Linked DNA regions of Mus musculus: all the other regions are linked to region 5. A link is a contact called in public promoter capture Hi-C and targeted proximity ligation data. All regions are on one chromosome and are shown on one strand. The core of a region is the stretch at or near the end of the contact, and the rest is flanking DNA. Distances in the headings are between cores, read along the strand shown. Region 1 holds the start of Zfp707 (zinc finger protein 707). Region 2 holds the start of Eef1d (eukaryotic translation elongation factor 1 delta (guanine nucleotide exchange protein)). Region 3 overlaps Iqank1 (IQ motif and ankyrin repeat containing 1). Region 4 holds the start of Mfsd3 (major facilitator superfamily domain containing 3). Region 5 holds the start of Mroh1 (maestro heat-like repeat family member 1). Region 6 holds the start of Arhgap39 (Rho GTPase activating protein 39). Region 7 holds the start of C030006K11Rik (RIKEN cDNA C030006K11 gene).

What was found. Promoter capture Hi-C pulls out the DNA fragments that hold promoters and counts their contacts.
Region 1: a promoter capture Hi-C map of hematopoietic stem and progenitor cells shows a contact between it and region 5. A contact is called at or near these places in 10 of 39 promoter capture datasets (cranial neural crest, embryonic stem cells, hematopoietic stem and progenitor cells and 4 more), 2 of 130 datasets of targeted methods (memory CD8 T cells and microglia) and 1 of 9 other capture datasets (adipose tissue).
Region 2: a targeted proximity ligation map of memory CD8 T cells shows a contact between it and region 5, with 17 read pairs. A contact is called at or near these places in 1 of 39 promoter capture datasets (erythroid cells), 1 of 484 Hi-C or Micro-C datasets (embryonic stem cells), 2 of 130 datasets of targeted methods (extraembryonic endoderm stem cells and memory CD8 T cells) and 1 of 9 other capture datasets (adipose tissue).
Region 3: a targeted proximity ligation map of memory CD8 T cells shows a contact between it and region 5, with 9 read pairs. A contact is called at or near these places in 4 of 39 promoter capture datasets (cranial neural crest, frontonasal cranial neural crest and liver), 3 of 130 datasets of targeted methods (bone marrow-derived macrophages, memory CD8 T cells and neural tube) and 2 of 9 other capture datasets (embryonic stem cells and pancreatic islet).
Region 4: a contact with region 5 is called in a targeted proximity ligation map of pancreatic cancer cells. A contact is called at or near these places in 6 of 39 promoter capture datasets (the HPC-7 cell line, the SN4741 cell line, hippocampal neurons and 3 more), 3 of 484 Hi-C or Micro-C datasets (CD4 T cells, liver and regulatory T cells), 7 of 130 datasets of targeted methods (the NIH/3T3 cell line, the SCID.adh cell line, double positive thymocytes and 4 more) and 3 of 9 other capture datasets (embryonic stem cells, liver and pancreatic islet).
Region 6: a targeted proximity ligation map of pancreatic cancer cells shows a contact between it and region 5. A contact is called at or near these places in 6 of 39 promoter capture datasets (cranial neural crest, embryonic stem cells, erythroid cells and 3 more), 1 of 484 Hi-C or Micro-C datasets (liver) and 1 of 130 datasets of targeted methods (pancreatic cancer cells).
Region 7: a contact with region 5 is called in a targeted proximity ligation map of memory CD8 T cells, with 183 read pairs. A contact is called at or near these places in 9 of 39 promoter capture datasets (the HPC-7 cell line, the SN4741 cell line, cranial neural crest and 5 more), 5 of 130 datasets of targeted methods (the SCID.adh cell line, double positive thymocytes, embryonic stem cells and 2 more) and 3 of 9 other capture datasets (embryonic stem cells, liver and pancreatic islet).

The regions. Positions count from the first base shown.
Region 1 is chr15:75,967,332-75,970,416 of GRCm38.p6, reverse strand. Zfp707 (zinc finger protein 707) reads right to left here and starts at 1,294. Exons shown (of 4, transcript NM_001347040.2): 1 at 1,013-1,294. The coding sequence starts at 1,120. It also overlaps the pseudogene Eif2s3x-ps1.
Region 2 is chr15:75,907,901-75,910,929 of GRCm38.p6, reverse strand. Eef1d (eukaryotic translation elongation factor 1 delta (guanine nucleotide exchange protein)) reads left to right here and starts at 1,586. Exons shown (of 10, transcript NM_029663.2): 1 at 1,586-1,685. It overlaps Tigd5 (tigger transposable element derived 5), which reads right to left and starts at 1,195. Exons shown (of 1, transcript NM_178646.4): 1 at 1-1,195. The coding sequence starts at 1,139.
Region 3 is chr15:76,035,971-76,038,978 of GRCm38.p6, reverse strand. All of the region lies in intron 7 of Iqank1 (IQ motif and ankyrin repeat containing 1), which reads right to left. Among named protein-coding and RNA genes, the nearest start is that of Mir6952, 27 kb to the left of the region's middle.
Region 4 is chr15:76,700,233-76,703,329 of GRCm38.p6, reverse strand. It overlaps Mfsd3 (major facilitator superfamily domain containing 3), which reads right to left and starts at 1,788. Exons shown (of 5, transcript NM_027122.3): 1 at 980-1,788; 2 at 539-686; 3 at 327-451; 4 at 147-256; 5 at 1-67. The coding sequence starts at 1,661.
Region 5 is chr15:76,378,984-76,381,970 of GRCm38.p6, reverse strand. It overlaps Mroh1 (maestro heat-like repeat family member 1), which reads right to left and starts at 1,458. Exons shown (of 44, transcript NM_175457.4): 1 at 1,395-1,458.
Region 6 is chr15:76,816,724-76,819,826 of GRCm38.p6, reverse strand. Arhgap39 (Rho GTPase activating protein 39) reads left to right here and starts at 1,661. Exons shown (of 12, transcript NM_001168288.2): 1 at 1,661-1,835.
Region 7 is chr15:76,722,074-76,725,257 of GRCm38.p6, reverse strand. C030006K11Rik (RIKEN cDNA C030006K11 gene) reads left to right here and starts at 1,413. Exons shown (of 3, transcript NM_145472.2): 1 at 1,413-1,603; 2 at 2,039-2,087; 3 at 2,275-3,184. The coding sequence starts at 1,442. The coding sequence ends at 2,720. Arhgap39 (Rho GTPase activating protein 39) reads left to right here. Exons shown (of 12, transcript NM_001168288.2): 12 at 82-1,273. The coding sequence ends at 276. It overlaps Lrrc24 (leucine rich repeat containing 24), which reads left to right and starts at 3,085. Exons shown (of 6, transcript NM_198119.2): 1 at 3,085-3,132.

The DNA.
Region 1 (3,085 bases), core at 45-2,544, 410 kb after region 5:
TACTTGATTGCGTCAAGTTGAGAAATTAACCATTACACCAACTTTGACGAAAAAGCTATGTCAAAGACCGTTTGGGATAGTTAAAAAGCAAGCCAAACAAAACAACATTTAATGAAACCAACAAGAGAGTTTCTGATTCTAAAAGGGAGTTAGAAAGATTAAAGAAAGATTAAAAGGCAAGCAACAGAGAAAGAATTTCCAAATCGTTTTCTGCCAAAGAACTAGTATCTAGAATCACTTCTAAAAATTAACATAGAAAGAGATAACTTTTTTTTTTTTTGGGGGGGGGGGTTGAGACAGGGTTTCTCTGTGTAGCCCTGGCTGTCCTGGAACTCACTCTGTAGACCAGGCTGGCCTCGAACTCAGAAATCCGCCTGCCTCTGCCTCCCAAGTGCTGGGATTAAAGGCGTGCACCACCACTGCCCAGCTAAGAGATAACATTTTAAAAGAGAGAGAGAAAAAAAAAAAACCTAACTAATCTTAACACTCAGGTGACAGAGGCAAAGGGGTCAGCACAAGTTGAGGCCAGTCAGGCTATAAATTATTTTAACAGCTATCACAAAAGTTGCGCCTAGAGGCATTCAACCTTGTGACATTGCGACATAACTAACCAACCACCTACACTGTGCTGATATGCATTCTTATCTATACTCGACTAGCAAGGCTGCAAATTGGGACACACCTGGAAGACCCGAAGCTCGGGAAACACAGGTCTGGGTAGTGACTGCCAACCACAAACTCTGCATGATAAAACCAGAATATATATTTCTCATCTGAACACCAGAACTGGTGCCACAAGCCTGGCTGGACTTCAAGGCCGGAGAGCAGGGAGTGTGGGAAACACTAAAACAGAAAGTTGTAGTCCTGGAAAGCAGGAGCAGACAGACCCAGACTGAGACCCTAGGACCGCCGGAGCGCGGTACCTGCCAGAAGCAGGAAACCCGAGCGCCCGTGCCAAGGGGACCCAGGTGGGCGCGGGGCCAGGGATTGGGGGTAGAGGGTCCGAGCTCACCGGAGGAGCATCGCCGTTAGCTCGCTCGGGAAGAGCGCTGCCCCGTCGGAAGCAGCGCTCTCGTCGAGCTTCGCCGAGAGCAGCAGCTGCAGCAAGACGCCGGCGCATCTGAAGGCCGCGGGGGATGCCGGGGGTAGGGTCGGCTTCAGCGCAAGCGCAGTGGCGCGGAGCAGAGCAACCCAAAGCAGCACCACCGTCGGATTCCCCAGCTCCTGCACCTTTAAACGTCAACTCCCGTGCGCGCCGCACTGACTTCAACTCTCCAGCGGAAATACGCCAATCAGAAGCGTCTTCCGGCTACTTAAAGGGCGGGGCCAGATAAAAGGGCGGAAGTGTGCGCGAGCCCGCCCCCAGGGGCCCAGCCCTTCCGTTGATATGGGTGGTCTGTGGGTTTTTTTTCGTGTGTTCCTGAGCCCACTGGAAGGAGGTGTTTGTTTTGATGGGCTTGGGGGACAAGGTTTCACTGTGTTGCCCTGGCTATTCTGGAACTCTCTTTGTAGACCATGTTGGCTTCAAATCAGAAATGTCCATGCCCCAGAGAACCTATCTCCAGTTCTCAAGCAGCCAGAACCATCAACATTCTTTGTTTGGAATTTGTCCTATGGCTGTCTAAACTGATGTTTGCCAGTTTGCTTCATGTTAGTGGCATGGGTCAGGATTTCCTACTTTGTTCATTGGGGTCACTGGACCCTTAGGCCACTGTGATGCCAAATTTAATTTGAAAGATGCAAACTTATTTGTAATTCTAATTCTAGTTTAGGCAGCCTTCGTCCCACCATAAGATAGCTGAGCAGATGGAAAGGAAGATACGTCCTTTCCCCTCTGAGCAAGATGGCTGGGGGATGTTACCAAGTTGACACCACTTTCACGTGAAGTTATCAGCAGACAAGCTACAATTAATATTGTTACAACTGGTCATGGAGCTCATGGGAAGTCCACCGTGGTGAAGGTTATTTCTGGAGTTCACACTGTCAGATTCAAAAATGAGCTAGAAAGAAACATTACCATCAAGCTTGGACATGCTCATGCTAAGACTTATAAACTTTGATGACTCAAGTTGTCCTAGACCAGATCATGTGGAAGCAGTACACCAGATAAGTTTCCTACATACATTCTGGGGGCCAAAGGGAACTTCAAATTAGTCAGACATGTTTCCTTTGTTGACTGTCCTGGCCATGATATTTTGATGGCTACGATGCTGAACAGTGCAGTAGAGATGGATGCAGCTCTTCTGTTGATAGCTAGTAATGAATCATGCCCTTGGCCCGAACACCTGACTGCTGTAGAAATCACGAAACTCAAGCATATTTTGATCTTACAGAATAAAATTGATCTGGTAAAAGAAAGTCAGGCTAAGGAACAATATGAGCAAAATCTCGCATTTGTGCAAGGAACGATAGCAGAAAGGGGCACCAATTATTCCAATTTCTGCTCAACTGAAGTATAATATTGAAGTTGTCTGTGAGTATATAGTGAAGAAAATACCAGTGGCCCCAAGAGACTTTACTTCAGAGCCCCATCTCATTGTTATCAGTCCATCTGATGTCAACAAACCTGGCTGTGAAGTCGATGACCTTAAGGGAGGTATAGCTGGTGGTAGTATTCTAAAAGGAGTGTTAAAGGTATGCCAGGAGATAGAAGTCAGACCCCGTATTGTCTCCAAAGATAGGGAAGGAAAACTCATGTGTAAACCAACCTTTTCCAATATTGTGTCACTTTTTTGGGGGAAACATAATGATCTTCAGTATGCTGCCCCAGGTGGTCTCACTGGAGTTGGAACAAAGATCGGCCCCACTGTGTGCTGAGCTGGTAGAATGGTGGGACAAGTGCTTGGTGCAGTTGGAGCGTTACCTGAAATATTCACAGAACTGGAAATCTCCTATTTCCTGCTTAAACGTCTTCTGGGTGTACGTACTGAAGGAGACAAGAAAGCAGCCAAGGTCCAAAAGCTGTCTAAGAATGAAGTGCTTATGGTCAACATAGGATCCCTGTTGACAGGAGGAAGAGTTAGTGCTGTTAAGGCTGATTTGGGCAAAATTGTTTTGACCAGTCCTGTGTGTACAGAAGAAAGGA
Region 2 (3,029 bases), core at 337-2,836, 470 kb after region 5:
AGGGGAGGCATGCTAGTGGCCCAACTCGGACAGGGTGGATGGGCCACCAGCAGCACAGCCTTCTGTTGCAGGCAGCTTCGGCGCAGGTAGCGCTTGACGCCAGGGACAAATTCCTCGAAGAACCAGCCCCGAAGAAGCGGGCGACTGAGCCAGGCATCCGGACTGTAGCGGTAGGAGGCCGGGAACTTGTCCTGGTTGTGGTGACGCAGGCTGGGTGGGTCCGGTAGCTGCCCGATGACTAGTGGTTTCAGCTTGTGGCTGCCCGTCAGGTTGGCGGCCAGCAGTACTGTCACTCGGTCACTGCGCCAGCGTCGGCTGCACCCACCAGGCTCTTTGGAGTCCCCAGTGCCCGGAGTTGAGGCCTGCTCCGGAAGTAACCTCCAATAGAGACCAGTAACGTTAGCATTGTAGATCTGCTCGTCGCCATAGCCGCCCTCGGAGTGGGGTAGAGTGGCTGGCGCGCCGTCAGGTACGAGAACTGCGCCTGGTGACTGCGCCGGCTCCTCTTTGACAGGCGCGGGGCCTGCGACCGGGGACTCAGCCTCACCATAGATGCGCTGGCTAGAGATGCCATGGCGCTTCTGCCAGCGCCAGAACCAGCCGTGGCTAGCCTTGAAGGTACACTCGGGGCCGTAGATCTGGCGAGCAAAGGCCTCAGCCTGCGCTTGGATAACTGGCCCGGATAGCGGCACACCGTGCTGGCGCAAGGTGAGGAACCACGAGTAGACGGCGCGGTCGATCTCCTCCTCGTTGGCCAGACGCATCTTCTTGCGCTGCGTGCCCACTTCTCCACCCAGCTGGTCCAAAAACCAGCGCAGCTTGGGCTCGTCCTTGAGCCAGCCGCGCAGAGTGCCGCCTGGCACGCCGAAGTCGCGGCACACGCTGGCCTGCCGCTCACCGCCCTTGACGCGCTCGATGGCTTGCAGCTTGTCTTTGATTGAGTAGGCCTTGCGGAAAGTCATCTTCACGGCCACCCGGGGCCGCGGCCCGGGCGCTGGGGGCGGCGGCGGGCGCGCCGTGGAACCCGGGCCGGGCGCCGGCGATCGCGGCGGCTCAGCAAGGCACCGTGGCTGGGGAAGACGAGCGCGATGCGGGACCGGGTGCAGGGCTGGGCCGGCCGGAGGGCTCGCGGGGTACATGGCGTCGGCGCCAGGGACCACCCGGGAAAGCGAGCCTGACACCCCGCGCGGGCCGCTCGGGGCGGGGCTCGGGGGCGGGGCTGCCCGGGTCCCTCCCTTTTGTCTCGCCAGCCTTGCCTGCCCCGGCCCGCAAGGCCCGCCCACTTCGCCTCGTGGCGCCTGCGCACAGTCTGGCCTTGGGCGCGTCACTAGCGCGTGCGCACATCAGCTTCATTACGTCCCGCCCTCGTCGGACGGATCCACTCTTCGAGCTGAGGAGGGGTTCGGCGTGTTGGGAGATCCGGTTCTCCGCTCCTAGCGACAACTCTTGAGGTGAAGCGCGGCTCTCAAGGTAGCTCTTCCTTTGCTTCTACCATGGTGGTTCCTGCATGCATCGTGATGCACGCTCTGAGGGCAAGACAGCGCGTGCCCAGGGTTGGACCCCCCGCCGTGCCTTTCGTGGTCTATGCCGCTGCGTTTTCCGGGAGCTGCGCGGGCGCCCTCCCTCTCCTTTGCAGTCCTGAGCTCGCAGTTCCAGGTTTTGGTTGCTGCGTCCTTGGCTGGCGTGTGAGTACCGGGGGCCCCGCCTCAAGGAGCGCACGTGCGGCGGAGGCCTGGAGTGCCCGGGCCCCGCGCCGTTAGGGTTGCCTCCCGTGGGACAGTGCGGGCTGCGGGCGGGCGTCTGGGCCTGTGTGGAGGCGGGCCGCTGGCCACATGGTTGCCAGATTCCGGAGCGCTGCTTCAGGCTGGCTGCGCGGTGGCTCCGCACATCCCAGCACGGCACGGCCTTGAGTGACACGGTTGCCTGCGGTCGGGCTGGCTCCGGAATTTTGGGGGCCCAGCTCTTGCTAACGCCCTAGGTCTTTGCGGTTAAGCACCAAGGGCGTACCTAACTCTAGGCATAGAGGGAGGTTGCTTCGGGTGCTGACTGGTGGAACTCGTACGGTCCACGAACACAGGGTAGAAAAAAGGGCGTGGTGGTGTCGATTTGCTCAAAAGTAACAGGACTAGCTCTACTTACTGATTTGAATAAGGTGATCTGGGCAGCTTTCTTTGGAAAGGGGCGTTGAAGGGTACGGTCGCCCCTTTTCTAATACATGAGCACTCTCTCCGGGCATCATGGTTTTCTAGAGTGAACGGCTACCCTGCAGCAAAAAGAACTTGGTGAAGCTATAATGTTGGGATGCTACTCCCAAGGATGCTTCTGAATTGGCCCTGTCACTCGGGGATGGATAACTGGGTCTTATCTCAGGCGGATTCTCATGGATGAAGCAAAGGATGGATGTGACAGGACTACCGAGTGCCCCCTAAGCCAATCCCGTGGGGCAACAGAGTCAAGAGGAAGAAGTCAAAGGGACAAGGAGTCCCCTTCCCAGGCTCTGTGATGGCCAGTACATCATGAACCTTCTCTCGGACTGTGGGAGGAGAACTCAGCAAACAGTTGGAGAGTTGGCAGAGGGAGCCATTTAGACTTGGTTGCCTGGGATTTGCTCTGCATGGCTTTCTGCCCTCTCAGGAGAAGGCTGCTGCAGGGTCGTCCTCCGGGCTTATCTTTTGGATAGGTGAGGCTCCGTGGCATAGTACAGATGAGGCAAAAGTGCTTGAGAGGGCTTGATAGCAAGAGTGACACTTGGGGGATGCAGGTAGGAGATGCTGGCATTAAACATTTCTTCTGAGCCAGGGGTCTAAGATGCTGTGTGCCTATTGAATGTTGGAGTCATTGAAACATGTGAAATCCGGGTGCTGGAACGTGCTTTGGTCTCCAGTTCCACACATCACTTGACTCAGCAGACTTGGGTGGTTCTACCAATCAGAGTTTTCATTCTCCTTCCTGTGTCTAAGATGACACACAACCAATGCCCCCAAGGTATGGTCCAGATATTATCAGGTGTAAAGGAAGAGCTGAGAAAG
Region 3 (3,008 bases), core at 294-2,793, 340 kb after region 5:
GTGGGCTTCAAGGGGCTGTGGTCTCATCCCACTTCTTACCCTTTCTCCTTCCTGTGTGTGGATAACAATGTGATCAGCCAGCATCCTGTTCCTGCTGCTACAACGTGCCTAGCCCGTGATGGACTCTATTCTCCTAGGGCCAAGGCCAAATGAACTCTTTCTTCTCTAAGTTACTTTTGGCTGTGGTATTTTATCACAGCAGCAGAAAACCAATGAGTACAGCGAAGATACCCACCAAGGGTCTTCAAAAGTCACAAGAATAACATTGCAGGGAATGAATATTGAGTGGGGAGGACCTCAAGGTACTGCTGGTAGGAGGGAGTGGGCTGCAGCAGCCGTGGGGCTATGGGAGGGTGCACGGCAGACACGTCTGTTGTGCACACAGCATGTGAGTGTGCACAACAGACACTCAAGGATGCACGCAGCACACCACGGCCACACCTGGCACTCCAAAAGAGGTATCAGATAAGTCAAGCCTCATACCGGTAAACTCATTTCTCCATCCCAGTGAAAGGGGGCAAAATACAACTCTGTGCAAATGACACAGTTTACAATGAGATGCCAGATCAATGATGCATGACCTTACGTGATTTGAAACAGTGGGACTAAGCTACTGTGCCGGGACATTTGGGCCTAAAAATGGATAGATGGGCAACTAAATGGATCAATGAATGAATGAATGAATGAACGAACAAATGAATGAAAAAAAGAATAGTTGTTTAAATACAGAGTAAATGACAGGACAGGAGAAGCAAAGAAAGTATTTCCTATAAAATCTACCATGTAGTCCCCTGGGCAGGAGGTGGGGCTCTGGCACTATGGCATCCCTTATATGGTTTCCCCTGGGTATGTCTTGTGGTGAGCCACAGAGCCACACACACAACTTCGTTGCGTTCAATGCTCAGCCAATGATCTGTATTTTACCAAGTAACATCCAAGATGAGTAAAAAATTACAGGGTAGACAGAGTAGTGGATGCAAGGCAAGAGAAGGGATGAGTACTCGGGTAAATGCTCACCCAGACGGACAGTCATCTGTGTGAGCCAGAAGTTCAGATATTAAATAAACCGTGGCTTTTTATTTAAAAGAATATTTATTGAGAACCATGTGCCAAGATTTTGCCAAGGAACTTGATGGTTATCTCTAGTCCTGCAGAGCTGGGCTGTTATCTTCTGGTGCTTGGAAACAGCTTACAAACTTGAGGGTTGGTCTGTGGGTGGAAGAGCCGTAATCAACGGAAACCAAAGAGTACAAGAGGGTGACGTGACAAGCAGGAGCTGATGGCTGTCACATGAGCTGATCGGTAGTTTAGTGTTGATGAAGTAGCAGGAGGAAGATGCAGCTCATCGAAAGGAAGACATAGTGCACAGCAAGTGGAATATTAGCTCAGTTAACCGACGCCTGAGTCTGGCAAATGTAAGAACGAGCCGATGGGTTCTGTCCCACACCAAGTCATTGTCCCGCTGTCCTTTGCCACTCACCACACCCACCTCTCCTTTCCCTCCTGTAAAAACCAGCAAGCTCTCTTCCATTTTATCATTTTGCCGTTTGGAGGCGGAAGGATGTACTGAGTACTGTGGTGGGAGGTTCTCTCACAGTTCCCTGGAGAACTCTGTGGGTTGCTGACATACCACGACCTCTGTGGCTGGAAGGTGTCCATGCTGTGTGTGTACCAACCTTCACCAGGAAAGGTTATCTGTATCTGGGTTGTGCCCAGTTCGAGGCTGTTACCACGCAGGCTCCAGTGGACATTATTATGTGGACACAAGCTTCACTCTACCGGGCTAAGTGCCCGAGAATGTGATTGCCGAGGTACAAGCTGTGCTTAGATCTTCAAAGTTTGCAGAGGGAGGAGCCCTTGGTCCTGTCTGCAGCAAGGTGTGAGAGGCCAGTTTGTCTACAGCCTCACCAGCACCGGGTTCACCCCTCCCTTCACTCAAACTCTCAGGGTGTGTGCTGAATCAGGACACCCTGGTTCTGGGCTGGTCTGCAGCCATCACGTCCTCTGCAGGAGCATCCCTCTCCCTGTCCATCATGGAGAGACAACACATCATCCCTGTCCATCATGGCTGGGCATCAGGTTTATTTGCTGCTGAGACGACATTTGCCGGGAAAGTGTCTTTGGTCAGGTATATGATTTGTGACCAGCCTCTCCCCATAGCTGACCATTGCTCCTTGTCTGGGTTTTGTGAAGGGAAGCCTGCCTGCCTGCCTTTGTTTTTTTTCCTTTTTCCTTCTCTCCTTCCTTCCTTCTCTCCTTCCTTCCTTCCTTCTCTCCTTCCTTCCTTCCTTCTCTCCTTCCTTCCTTTGTTCCTTCTTCTCTCCTTTCTTTCTCCCTCCCTCCCTCCCTCCCTCCCCCTTTCCTGGGGAGAATGTGAATGCAGTACCCACTACCACTGTGCACCTGTTTCCCATATTTAGGGAAATCACAGAGGTCAGCACATTTGTAATGCCGAGGAGAAGCCTCGCCCTGGGAAAACCACGCTCACCACCACAGGCGCCTCCCCTGCCAGGCAGGTGTGTGCAGGGAAACTTCTCATCTTGGTGAGGTTCAACTTTTCTTTCTTTTGTCTTCTTGGTGTGGTGTCTAAGAATGCTTCAACATGCCCTAGGGCCCAGAGATATTTCCCTATTTCTAAAAGGGTAATACGTCACCGTTTGTGCTGAAATCTCAGGTCTGTTAAGTTTGTGTCAGGTATGAGAATCAGGTCAGAACTTGTTTGTTGACCTGCGGGTTGCCCGTGGCTCGGGTACTTTGTGTTGAGTGTCCTTCCTGACAGCTGAGATTTAGGGCACCTCCCTATTACTGCAGCTCCCCTGTTACCGGCCCTGTGGCCGCTCAACTATCCTCTGGCCTCTATGTCCTCCAAGAGACTCTGGCTCTTGGAGCACTCTCTGAACTCCCTGATTCTGGCTGATACCACGTTACCTGCTAGCCCAAGAGGAAGAGGAAATAGGCTAGGCCCAGAGAAGTGTCCATAGGAAGTTGAAACTGGGAGTGGCACCTGA
Region 4 (3,097 bases), core at 539-3,038, 320 kb before region 5:
CGGCTAGGGTACCTGGGAGCAGCTTGCCCAACAGTTCCAGAGTGGCCAGGAAGCTGTAATGTGTAGCCTAGGAATGGTAATGCAGATCAGGGCCGAGTGACTCTCTACCCCTGCAGTCCCTGGGCATCCCTACCCTTCCCTCTTACCTGCAGGGCTCTGGGTGCTAGCTGGCTACAGTGCATCATCACAGTGAATGTGGCAGTGGTGACCACACCCCCAAAAAACTGTTGTAGACATAGGCTTAGCAAAACTGCCCCTGGAAGAACAAAGAAAGGTCAGTGGGAGCCTGGGTTCCTGCCCCCTACCCCCCAATGTCCACCTCTTACCTCTCATGACTGTGCCAGGGTCCACGCTGGCCCCTGGGCTGTTGAGGTGGAAGAGCAGAGCAGTCTGGCAAGCCAAACTCCCAAGGCGGAGCTGCAGCACTGTCTTCAACAGCTTCAGTGGCTGCCTGGGGTGGGAATTGAGAGATGCTATGGTAAGATCACCTGGGACACCGGTGGAATTGAGGGTCAGGCTAGGGTTGGGGAGTGCTTACCAGTGCCTGGCCAGTAGAGCCCCACCCAAGGAGGAGCCAGCAATGGAGCAGGTCACAGCACCCAAGCCACTCCATAGCCCCAAGTCTGAGGCAGAAGCACCATGGTCCAGCAGGAGAAGTGGAAACAGGCTGCCAGCACCCTGCTCACCTACAGGAGACCGTAAGCAAGGATGGCCCCAGTCTTTCTTCCAGGAGCCTCAGTACTCCAACCAGTCAGGCCCCTGGTCCCCTTCATTTTCATGGGCCCCAGATGTTAGAAGAGAAAGGGCTGGGCATTGGCTGGAGCTGAGGGAAGTTAAGAGGTGAAACAAAACTGAGCTACAGAGCTCTGGGCTGGTATTCCAGCATAGGGCAGTCCCCTGAGTGGGTTTCAGGGCCCTAGGGACCAACATAGAGTTTGGGCTCTAAGCTCGATGGTAACTAACTGCAGGCCTCACTCACCCAGCTTGTAGGTGAGCACAAAGCCCGCTGTCCAGAGGGTCCCAGGCACAGCCAGCAAATCTTGTAGAAGATAGGAGCTGTGGGGTGTATGCTCTGAGGCCTGAGGCCATGGCAGCCTTCCCAAGGCTGGTGCAGCCCAGGCTAAGGCAGCAGCCAGCCAGTAGGTGGCAGCTAGGAGCAAAAAGAGCAGTGGCCAAGAGAGAGTGGGGAAGAGGACCAACAGTCCACCCCCAGCCAGTGCTGATCCCAGCTTGTAAGCGACCACCTGTACAGTGTTCCCAGGTCCCAACTCCTTTGGCTCTAGGAGTTGCACAGCGAGTGTGTCCAGAGCCACATCCTGCACCGCTGCACCCAGATTCAGCAGCAGTAGCAGCCCCATCACGGTGGTAGGTAGCCCTGTTTGGCCAGCTTGCGGAGGAGGCAACACAGCCAGCAGTCCACACACCAAGCCCAGGGACAGTGTGCTGAGTGTTAACCAGACCCGCGGGGTGCCCCGCCTGTCCACCAGCGGTGCCCACGCCAGCTTTAACAGCCATGGAGCATACAATCCCTTGGTTAGACCCACGCGCGTTAGGGAGAGGCCACGGGCCCGCAGTAAAATGGGAAGCAAACTGGACTGCAGTCCATAGGGCAGACCCTGCACAAGATAGAGGCCGGCCAGCGGCAGCAACTTCCCATGCATGGCCCGTTCGTGGTGGGATCGGACGGCTCAGGATGAACAGTCAGGGTCTGGTCCTCCTACATAGGGCCGGGGACAGTCAGGCTGTAATCCCGACACGCACACTGGGACCAGAAATCCCGGAAGTACCGAAGCTGGGAGAAAAATGCGGAGCGATAGACCGGTCCTATCGCATGGTGGGACCGCAGTCTTGCACAGCCCATAACTACCGGCATGCTTTGCGCAGGGGTCAGGGTGAGGGAGAGGCGGGGCAACCCGGGCTGGGGGTGGAGCCAACCCCCTACTAGTCCTCAATTGGCCTAAAACCCAAATGTTAAGCAGGTTACTGATACCTACACAGACCCAAATCATCTGCTCTGGCGCCCCTCGTGCCAAACCTGGACACGACAGCCTGCTGCTCACAATGCCAGCGGGTAGATGTGAGTGGCTAGGAAGGAAGCTGAGGTAACAGGCTGGTCTCAAAGGTATCTTCCTGTCTGCTGAATGGATACCAGATCCGTTCCAGAAGAAGCATTTTCACTTTAGCGGTTTTTTGTTTGTTTGTTTGTTTGTTTGTTTGGTTTTATGTGTGTGTGGATAGGTTTTCTTTATAGAACTTACTTTGTAGACCAGGCTGACCTCAAACTCAGTATCTTCCTGCCTCTGTCTCCCAAGTGCTGGGATTAAACGGGTGCGCCACCACTGGCGGGCTCACCACGCCCAGCTCCCGAAGCATTTCTAATACTTAGCTCACAGAGCCAATACTTTGCCCCACAATGCATTTAGCACTGCTCCCCATTCCTTGCTGAGACTGTGGCTTCAGAGCTGCCCCCAGGTCAGTGACCACAGAAGCAGGAGTTTTGTGGGGAAGGGCAGGACCTAGTCAGCTATTGCCCGTGATACCCACTTCCTTTTCAGTATTCAGTGAGGGTAGTTAGTCCAGACCACGTGATTCTGGCTCTGCAGGGAAGGCTCATGCCCAGTCTCTCCCCCTTCTCAGAGTTGTGCCCTCCCAAGTCCACAATGAGACTGTTAAATGAGGCCTTGGGTTAACTGACTCAATTATAGTAGATAACTGGGTGGAACTTCTTTTGTGTTTGGACACAGTGTCCAAGTCCTAGCACCCTGGCACTGCCTTGCTTCCACGGAGGGGCTATCCTGCCACTTCCAGATAGTCTCAGGATCTAAGTGTTCACATCTATAAAATGGGTTCTACTTTTGGGGCATGATTGTAAACCCCTATAATTTTGCTCTTCAGGCTGAGGCAAGAGAAGAATGAGTTTAGGTTGCCCTGGATACCTTAGCTGTTTAAAGGGGTGGCAGGCAGGATATAGTTCAGTGGTCCTGAGTCCAATCCCCAGTACCACAAAACTTAGGGGATGGAGGACGGCTTTGCCTACCGCAGAGGAACACTGCAGACCAAACAAGTTGAACCCCAGCAGTGTCTACTGTGCACAGGG
Region 5 (2,987 bases), core at 209-2,708:
ACCTCTGAGGGAGGGAGATATGACAAGATGCAGGTTTGAGTAAGGCTGCCTGCCTGGACATCCGTTTCAAGTTAATGAAGGCGGCCAGGCCTCAGCCATCGACTTTGACAGTAGAGCCCAGAAAGACATTCCTCATTCGAGCCACACATCTCAGCCTAAGGCCTAAGAGTAGAGCCTGCTGGCAGAAGCATCTCCCCGGCCTGCAGGTGCAGAGACTGCACAGCCAGCCAAGTCATAAACACAGGCTCCACAGGAATATCCCACAACCAGTGGTTTGCATAGGATCTCTGCTCTGGTGCCCCATCAACCCTGTGTCTGCTGGGGGTCTCCATCTAGATGACCATGGCCAACCAAGTCTAACAGAGCAGCTAAGACTTAACCCTTCACCTTCACCCCTGCCCTGCTCCACCTACCTACTTCCTGAATTTTTTTAATTTTACCATTTAATTAACTAGGTCGCAGGCTGTTCCTCCATTTCTACTACCATCCCCTTCCTTCCAAAGAGTTTCCTGCCTCCAACCAAGACTAGCCCCTCAAAGTTAGCCTCTGCCTTAACAGTAACTCCAGCTCACAGCCCCAGGTCTCCAGATGCCGCCCTCTATCCCTCTCCCGCAGGTCCTTATGCTTACTCACTGCACTTGAGTTTACGGTTCCATCCATTACCTTGAGCTCTGTACAGGGTAGAGCAGAGTCTTGCTGCATAACTGCACTGACTTGGTTGGAAAATTGGAATCCCAAACCTGGAGTGTCAGCCCTGGCTCCACCTCACCTAGCTCTCACCTTGCCTGAATTCTATACTCTGAGAGTTTTGTGGCCTTCTCCCTGGGGCCAGCAATCCTCGTGACTCTGGACAAATCACTTTCCTGCTCTACACCGCCTCCTTTAATCCGCAACGAGAATACAGAAAGACGAGTGGCTGCGGTGCGGTGAGCACTCGCTTTGCAAGTCCCTGAATTAAGGCTCAGTTTTATGAAAGAGACAGAAATGCCGGTAGCCCAGTTGCGGAGGTCAAAGACCTGAACACGTAGCCCCTACCCCGCAAAGGACCAGGGTCTTGAGTCACCGAGTTCCCGGAAGGGACTAGGACATGGATCACGCGACCCACGAGACAGCAGGGACAGGGACCAGGGACCACGCGCCGATGTCTGACAAGTCAGAATTGAATCGCAAGCTCCGAGATCCCTTCCAGGTGTAAGATGCGAAGCCGGGCCCGCTGGGCACACCTGAGATCTCCCAGCACCTCCTGGCACCGGCCCGCTGACCTTGGGGAGGCGCCCCTTGACACAGCTTCTCTTGCTGCTGGCAGATGGGGAGGCCCCTAGGCTCTCTGGTCCAAGTTCCTCAAAGGGTGCCTGGCCCCCACCACCAAAGATGAGCCTTAACAAGCCGTTTACCTGAGGAGCCGCCGCCGCCGCCACGGCCCGGGCGCCGCCCTCTATGCCCCAAGCGTCTCAGAGTAGGCGGAGCAGCGCCCCAAGCCCATCCCCGCAGCCCTCTGGCCAACTGCGGCCTGGCGCGCGGCAATTTGGCCCCGCCTCCGTGCGATCTCCACACTCATTGGTCAGAGTTCTGTCCCTCACGTTAACTCCGCCCACTCTCCGCTCCATGGAGCGCCTAGGTACACCTACTTCTTCCTGTTCTCTGCTGGGTACCCCAGCGGTCCGGTGACCATTTCACAAGACAAGTGTGAGTACTGCTGCTGCGCCAGACGCCGTCTGCGCAAGCGCTGTTCTCGAGAGTATTCGGACTCGGCCTCCAACTGCAGAAAACTCCACCAGGCGGGACCGGTGGCGCACTCCTTTAATCCCAGCACTGGAGAGGCAGAGGCAGGTGGATCCTTATGAATTCGAGGCCATCCTGGTCTACATAGTGAGTTCTAGGACAGTCTGGGATAAAAAGTGAGACCCTATCTCGGGAAGAAAACAAAAATAAAAAAAACAAAACAAAACAACAACCCAGCTGTCACGGACACACACAAGGTATTGTCATTGTTGTACATTGGTCACACACTAAACGCCTAAAACTACCCCAAACCCCTAAATGTACACATGGCCATGCCCAACAGAGGTACATGTCCAACCTATCAACAAGACATTGGGAATCAAGATGATCATGTCCTAGCTACCTGGGCTGCTTGCTACCTACCACTGTTATTCCAGCTCCAGGAGCAGCTAAAGCCTCTAAGGCTGGAAAGAGGTGACTAAAAAAGTAAAAGTAAGCCATACTACAGGATAAACTTTGGGTTTGGTGCCAAGAAAGCAAGGTTAGATAAGAGAGTTGGGGACGATCATGCCAGGAAGACTTGGCACCTGCAAAGAACCAGAGGTTGCAATCACCCAGATGTGTGTAAACAAGAGAAAGTTGTGGGTAGAGTTCTGAAAGCAAAAGAACCAAGAACCTGTCAAAGGGGAAGCAGCTACCATGTATCTAGGCTGACAGCATCGTTGGATGTGGAAATTAAGCTGCTGCGGTTGAACCAGGTCAGAGGCAAACACACAGCCAATATTCTTTTTCCACGATGAGAAGGACTTGGATGAGTTCTACTGAGAGGATAGAGCCCAAGAGAGAAAAAGACAGGACAGGACTCTCTGAGTAAGAGAGTGAAGCATTTGGGGCTGGCAAAATGGCTCAGTGGTTAAGAGCGCCAACTGCTCTTTCGAAGGTCCAGAGTTCAGATCCCAGCAACCACACGGTGGCTCACAACCATCCATAACGAAATCTGATGCCCTCTTCTAGAGTGTCTGAAGACAGCTACAGTGTACTTACATATAATAAATAGATAAATCTAAAAGAAAAAAAAAAAGAGAGTGAAGCACTTTGTGGATGGGGTCATGGCCTAGGAAAATGCTAGAAAACAGAGAGAGGGGACTAACTTGGGTAGCTGCCAGGGAAGGAGGTCTTTTCCATGCTAACACACAGGAGCCCCCCCCCCGTTGCTCTCCCCCGCCCCCAGCCTGAAAAACCTTGCAGTGGACAGTGGCAGTGCT
Region 6 (3,103 bases), core at 412-2,911, 440 kb before region 5:
CGGGACTCAATAGCCGAAGAGAAATGACTCCTTTAGAGTTTGTCTTCTGACATCTCTACAGAGGTCTTGACACATGCAGCCCTACAGACATACAAACTAAATAAGCAAAATATTCTGAAGGCTCATTTTCACCATTTTAAAAAATGTGTGTGTGTGTGTGTACACATGAATACTATTGATCTCATGGAGCTGGAGTTATAGGTGTTTTGTTTTGTTTTGTTTGTTTGTTTGTTTTTTGGTTTTTTGAGACAGGGTTTCTCTGTATAGCCTTGGCTATCCTGGAACTCACTCTGTAGACCAGGCTGGCCTTGAACTCAGAAATCCGCCTGCCTCTGCCTCCCAAGTGCTGGGATTAAAGGCATGTGCCACCTCTGTCAGGCATTATAGGTGGTTTTGAGTCACCTGACATGGATGCTGGGAATTGAACTTGAATCCTCAGGAAGAGCAGTATTTACTCTTAATTGTCAAGCCAAGGTAAAAAAAAAGTTTGGTTTTTTTTTTGTGTGTGTGTGTGTGTGTTTTTCTTTTTAAAGTAAAGAACTGGTGTCGGGCAGTAATGGCCCACGTCTTTAATTTCAGCACTAGCAAAGTGAGGCAGGTAGATAGCTCTGAGTTTGAGGCTAGTCTGGTCTACTGATCGAGTTACAGGACAGCCGGGGCTACACAGAGAAACCTGTCTCAAAAAACGAAAACATGAACAAACAAAAACAACAACAACAACACTGAATATTCCGAAGTCTGGGAGGGTGACAAACGCACTTGTAATGTGTTAAAGACGGATTTTAAGTTTGAGGCCAGCCCGGGTACACAGAGCAAGAGCTCGTCAAATACAAAAAACCCAAATGGCAGCTGAGGATGTAGCTCAGTAGGTAAAGGGCTTTCCTAGAATGGGTTTCACCTCCTCAGCTGTGTAAACCGGATATGGTGCCTGTAATCCTCGCACAAGAGAGATGAAGACGGGATTAGAGTTTCAAAGTCATCCTTCGCTACATAGGGAAGTTGAAGGTCAGCCTGGGCCATCTGAAATTCTCTCTCTTAAAAAAAATTAATAAGAAGTTAAAAGGGCCATGGAGTGGGTAGAGGTGCTCTCTGTGCAAGCCTGATGATGCGAGTTCCGTCATTAGAACCCATGGTGAAAGGAGTTGTCCTCCGATTTCCACACGGACACTGTTGGCACGTGCGTGCACATGCTTCACACACAATACACATTACAAAAAAAAAAAAAAAAATAGAAAAGAGAGCACATTTAAAGCTGTGCCTGAGTTACTACGAGAATAGTCAAGGAAATAAAAGGAGGAAAATAATAAAGGGAAGTTACAAACATGGAATACGCAGAGTATTTTAGACAATAGCTACCTTTCCAGAGTCAAGGAAGAGGTATATCTCAAGCTTAGGAACCCCAGCAGGGCTAGAACTAATAGAGTCACGCCACACCCACGTTAGGACACACCTGAGGTGACCCAGACCTCCAGAAGTGGGCGGGTACAGGTGAGAGCGGAACGGCCGGCTAGCGCGGCATCGGGGGCGGGGCCTCCGACAGAGGCAAGGCTCCCTCGGAGCTCCCGAGGGGCTGCGCGGTGGCGCAGGCGCATTGCAGCCTCGCGGGCGGCGCCCCCTGGCGGCGCCACCATCCTCGCGGGGGCGGAGTCGGAGGCGGGGGGTTGCGCTTGGTGACGGGGGACGCGCGGCCGCAGCGCACTGGACCAGCGGCGGAGACCCAGGACGTGAAGCGCTGGCTGCGGCGGCGACGGCGGCCGGGAGCCGCCGGGAGCTGGGGCGCAGCGTGCGGTCGGTGATGAGGGGCAGTGGCGGCGCTCCGGGCGCAGGGCCGGCTGGTGAGAGCGCGGGAGGTGGGCGGCGCGGGCCGGGAAGATGGCGGAGAGGCCTCGCTGCGGCCCCACGGCCTGGCCCAGGCGGAGGCCCCCCAGTCCAGTCGTGCTAGAAATCGGGGCCCCAGGTGACCCGGTAGGGGAGGGTCCGCAGGAGGACGCCGCGGCCAAGGGCCAGGGAGTGTGAAGGCGGGTTTGCGTAAGAGCAGGGGCCCGAGGGTGGTGGGTGTGAGGGTGCCATGGTCTGCACGCGTGCCCGGCCTTTGGATGGGCGTGAGTGCGTGTGTGTCCCTGGCCAAGATAGTTGTGTGCGAGCCCTTTGCTTGAGGTGGTTGGGGTTGGGGTGGACCTGATGGTGGGTGTGAGATGTGAGGGTGCCCGGCCTGCAGACAGGTGTGTGTAGTCAGCCCGAGGACAGGTGTGCGTGCGTTCTGTGTCCAGGCCCAGAGCCGGTGGTGTGCTTGTGCCCTTTCTGTGCACTGGGCTCCGGTCCGTTTGGGGGTGGTGAGAGATAGTGCTTGCCGAACGAGGATCTTGCGGGCTAGGCTTTGTCCGCGATGCCCGGCAGTCGGTGGGCGTCTCTGGGTCGGGTCGTGGCTTGCTTGCGCGTGGTGCGCCCTGGCTTCGCGGCAGGGCCTCTGCGGCAGGCTCGGGTGGTCCTCTCCCCGGCCTTTCAGACTTGGAACTCCCTGGGCGCCTGCTGTTTGGCAGGCGTGGGGTGGGTGGGGGCTGCGAGCCGGCAGGCTGTGCATCCCGGGCCAGGCAGGCTGTCTTTATTTTAAAACGTGCTGCCCGCTTCGGGCGCGGCAGCTGTGGGTGTGTTCCATGCTGCTGCTCACCGCAGCTGCTGTGGGCGCTACGCAACCTTCAGCCGCAAAAATGCGGCTGGACCCCCTCCCCCTTCAGTGTTGTTCGGGTTGGCCAGGCCTCCAGTGACCTCTGCAGAAAAACGTACAGTTGCAAGGCTTCAGTTCCTCCCGTGGTGCAGACAATACGGACGTTTGTCTTTGGGAGCTAGGGAGGGCAATTGAGCACTGCGTCCTGGGCGCAGTCTGTAAACAGCAGGTGGTTTTGTCCCTGCTCCCCTTTTTACAACGAACGTGGGGGGAAGGGAATTAGAAGGAGAGGTGTGACTGGATAGTCCGGAAAGCCAGTCTTCAAGGGATTCTGAGTGCCTAGGAGGGAATAGAGAGATGTGACTCCTTCCAGCTCGTGGTCTAATCAGCTGTCTTGTAAGAGTCTGGAGCAGAGTGAAAATGAGTGCTGGTTCTGGA
Region 7 (3,184 bases), core at 164-2,663, 340 kb before region 5:
CTTTGTTCAGCTCATCCCCTAATAGCTACGCCTACCCTCCACTCTGCTCTCCTCTCCCTTCACCCGGACCCCCTCACACAGGTGTTCGTGCAGCCAGCCAACGTAGCCATCACCAAAATGGACGTCAGCAACCTGGCTATGGTGATGGCACCCAACTGCCTGCGCTGCCAGTCGGATGATCCTCGCGTCATCTTCGAGAATACACGAAAGGAGATGTCCTTCCTTCGAGTGCTCATTCAGCATTTAGATACCAGCTTCATGGAGGGCGTGCTATAGCACGCGGGCTATGGACGCCTGCTAGGGTGACACCCGGGAAGGTGGGAGGGAAGGCCCCAGCGCGAGGCAGCATGCCAGGCCCCGCCAGACGCCGGCCCCGCCCTAGGCCCTCCCGGGGCCAAGCAGCCGCGCCATATCTCGCGGCCAGTTCCTGCAGGTACCGGCTCGCCCTGCCAGTCGCAAGCCAGCCCCGAGAAGTGCCTTCTGTTTCCCGGAGCCGAGCGACACTGCCCTCCTGGTCGGCTGAAGCACATACCGCGTTGCTCAGGGCAACAGGACCTTGTCCCCTCTTCAGGGCAATCCTCCACCAAGGCACTCTCGCCCTGATCCCTCCCACCCTAGTCTAGGGGCCTCTGGCTGGGGCCAGAAGGAGAGTTAGAGGCGTTCTGGAGAGCTGTGCTGGCCACTACTAGGACTTGGCTCCGTCGGCTCGATGCCTAATAGGTCTTTGTGCAAGGGGAGGCCCCAAACCAAAGCCCTCTGGGTTAGGGCCAGGGCTAGGCAGGCTTTCTTGGGGCGGGTGAGGGAGGGCGAGAGGTTTTTTGTTTTTTGACTACAGAATCTATCCGATACCCAGCCTACTTGTGTATAAAGATATAAATAGAACGACAGAACTAAGTTTGCTAAGGACATAGTTTTAACCAGATGCTATTTAGCTCTTGAACTGCCATTGCGGTCCTCGCGCTGAGCAAGTTAGCACCACCCTCCTTTGACCTCGCGGCCTCTGACCAAACTCCACACACGGGCGGCGCGTGGATGAGACCTGCCTGGACTCGTTTGCGTTTTCCATTCTGGAATCTGAGTTCCAACAGTTGTCAAACTTCATTTCTCCTGTTTATATATATATATTTTTAGAGTTTTTATTTATTAAAAACAAAAGTCCCGTCATGCGGAGGTCCTGGCCTCTCTCTCCAGGGCCTCTCGGCCGCAGGCGCTCCCTCGTACGTGTGGCTCGAGGGGACAGTGCTCCGTGTGAATAAAGTTCAAGTGCACACTCGCTGATTGTGTTTCTTTCAGGTTACTTCTGACAAGGGGGCGGGGGAGTCCACGTCTGGCAGCTACTTCCGGGGGCGGGATAGACAGCTCCGCCCCTCCGAGCACGTGTTGCCGGCGGAACCCAAAGCCCCAGGCACAACACTGTGTGATCCGCTTCCGGTGTGGAAGAATGTGGCCGCCTAGTGGGGCAGTGCGTAACTTGGCTCTAGTCTTGGCGAGGTCGCAGAGAGCTCGGACCTGCAGTGGGGTCGAGCGTGTCTCCTACACACAGGGTCAAAGCCCGGAGCCCAGAACCCGCGAGTATTTCTACTATGTGGATCACCAAGGCCAGGTGTGCCTGGCGTGTGACAGAGGGAGGAGACCTGAGGGGACTGCGGAATCCATCGGCACCGGGTGGGGAGTAGTTCTAGAGGCGAGACCTGGGATAGGTGCTACGCGTGGCTTTGAACCTTTCAAAGCCCAGGCTGGAAGAGTTAATTCCGGGGCCTTCCGCTTTCACCGCATCGTAATCCCGCGCACACTAGCCTGTCCTAGCAGCAGTCCCAGAGCCGAGTGCTTGCTCGCGATTGCTAGGGACAAGCGGCTGTCAAACCTGCTGTAGAAAAAGGGGTGAGGGCTGCAACCCTGGAAACCTGTCTGTAGATGTGGGGAGAGTCCGCAGGGCCCTTCCACATGCCCCCCTGAACACATTAGACAGAAAAGCAAGGACAGCGAACACCACCGGCTTTCTTGCCAGGACTTACTGTCCACTGTGTCCCTTCTGCAGCTTTTCCTAGATGACTCCAAAATGAAGAACTTTATCACCTGCTTCAAAGGTATTGCTTACTGCACTGCTCCCTCGTGTCTCTCTCTACCCTTCAGGGCCTCGGCTCCCCGACTCTGAGGGAAGGCACCATCCACGAGGGGGGGCCGCTGTCTCGTGCCAGTGCTGGTATTCCCAGGAAAAGGAGCGTGTCGGGGAAGCTGGGTCACCGAGCATGATCGTGCCTTTTGTTCCCACAGACCTGCAGTTCCTGGTCACTTTCTTCTCCCGTCTGAGACCCAACCACAGCGGGCGCTACGAGGCTTCCTTCCCCTTCCTCTCGCTTTGCGGCAGAGAGCGTAACTTCCTGCGCTGTGAAGACCGGCCAGTGGTCTTCACGCACCTCCTGGCTTCCGACAGCGAGTCACCTCGTCTCTCCTACTGTGGCGGTGGCGAGGCGCTGGCGATACCCTTCGAGCCGGCTCGCTTGCTACCCCTGGCGGCCAATGGGCGCCTGTACCACCCGGCCCCGGAGCGCGCAGGCGGTGTGGGTCTAGTGCGCTCGGCCCTGGCCTTCGAGCTCAGCGCTTGCTTCGAGTATGGGCCTAGCTCCCCTACGGTCCCCTCTCACGTACACTGGCAAGGTCGCCGCATCGCCCTAACTATGGATCTGGCCCCGCTGCTGCCCGCTGCCCCGCCGCCCTGAGACTCCAGCTGGGGCTGTGTGGGGAGGGTTAGAGCAAACTCTGGGTTTTGTAGTACTCGCAGGTTACCCCTCTGCTCCAACACTCTAGATTAACTTAGATGTCCGCTGTCACCTGCACGCTGGTGACTGAGAGCGCGTGCGCGCAGAGGTGAGCCCAGGGTGGTTGGCGCTGTCCAAGGTTCTGGTGCTGCCCTGCTATCCTCTGTCCCTACAGAGGTCCTCTCTCGGCCACCTCTAACCCTTACACCGGCTTTGCGTCCCACGGATTGGCCTGCGCTGGTCACGTCAGGCAGGGCGGCAGGCGCAAGGCGCGCGTGGGCCGGTGCGCGTGCGCGCCCACCCCAACCCCCCCCTCCGCTTCTCCAGTCTTGCAGCCGCAAGCACCGCGGGGAGTCGCTCGCCACTGGAGCAGGTGAGGGGGTGGGGGGAGATCCTGGCCCAAGGTCACCGGGCTTGGGGGCGGG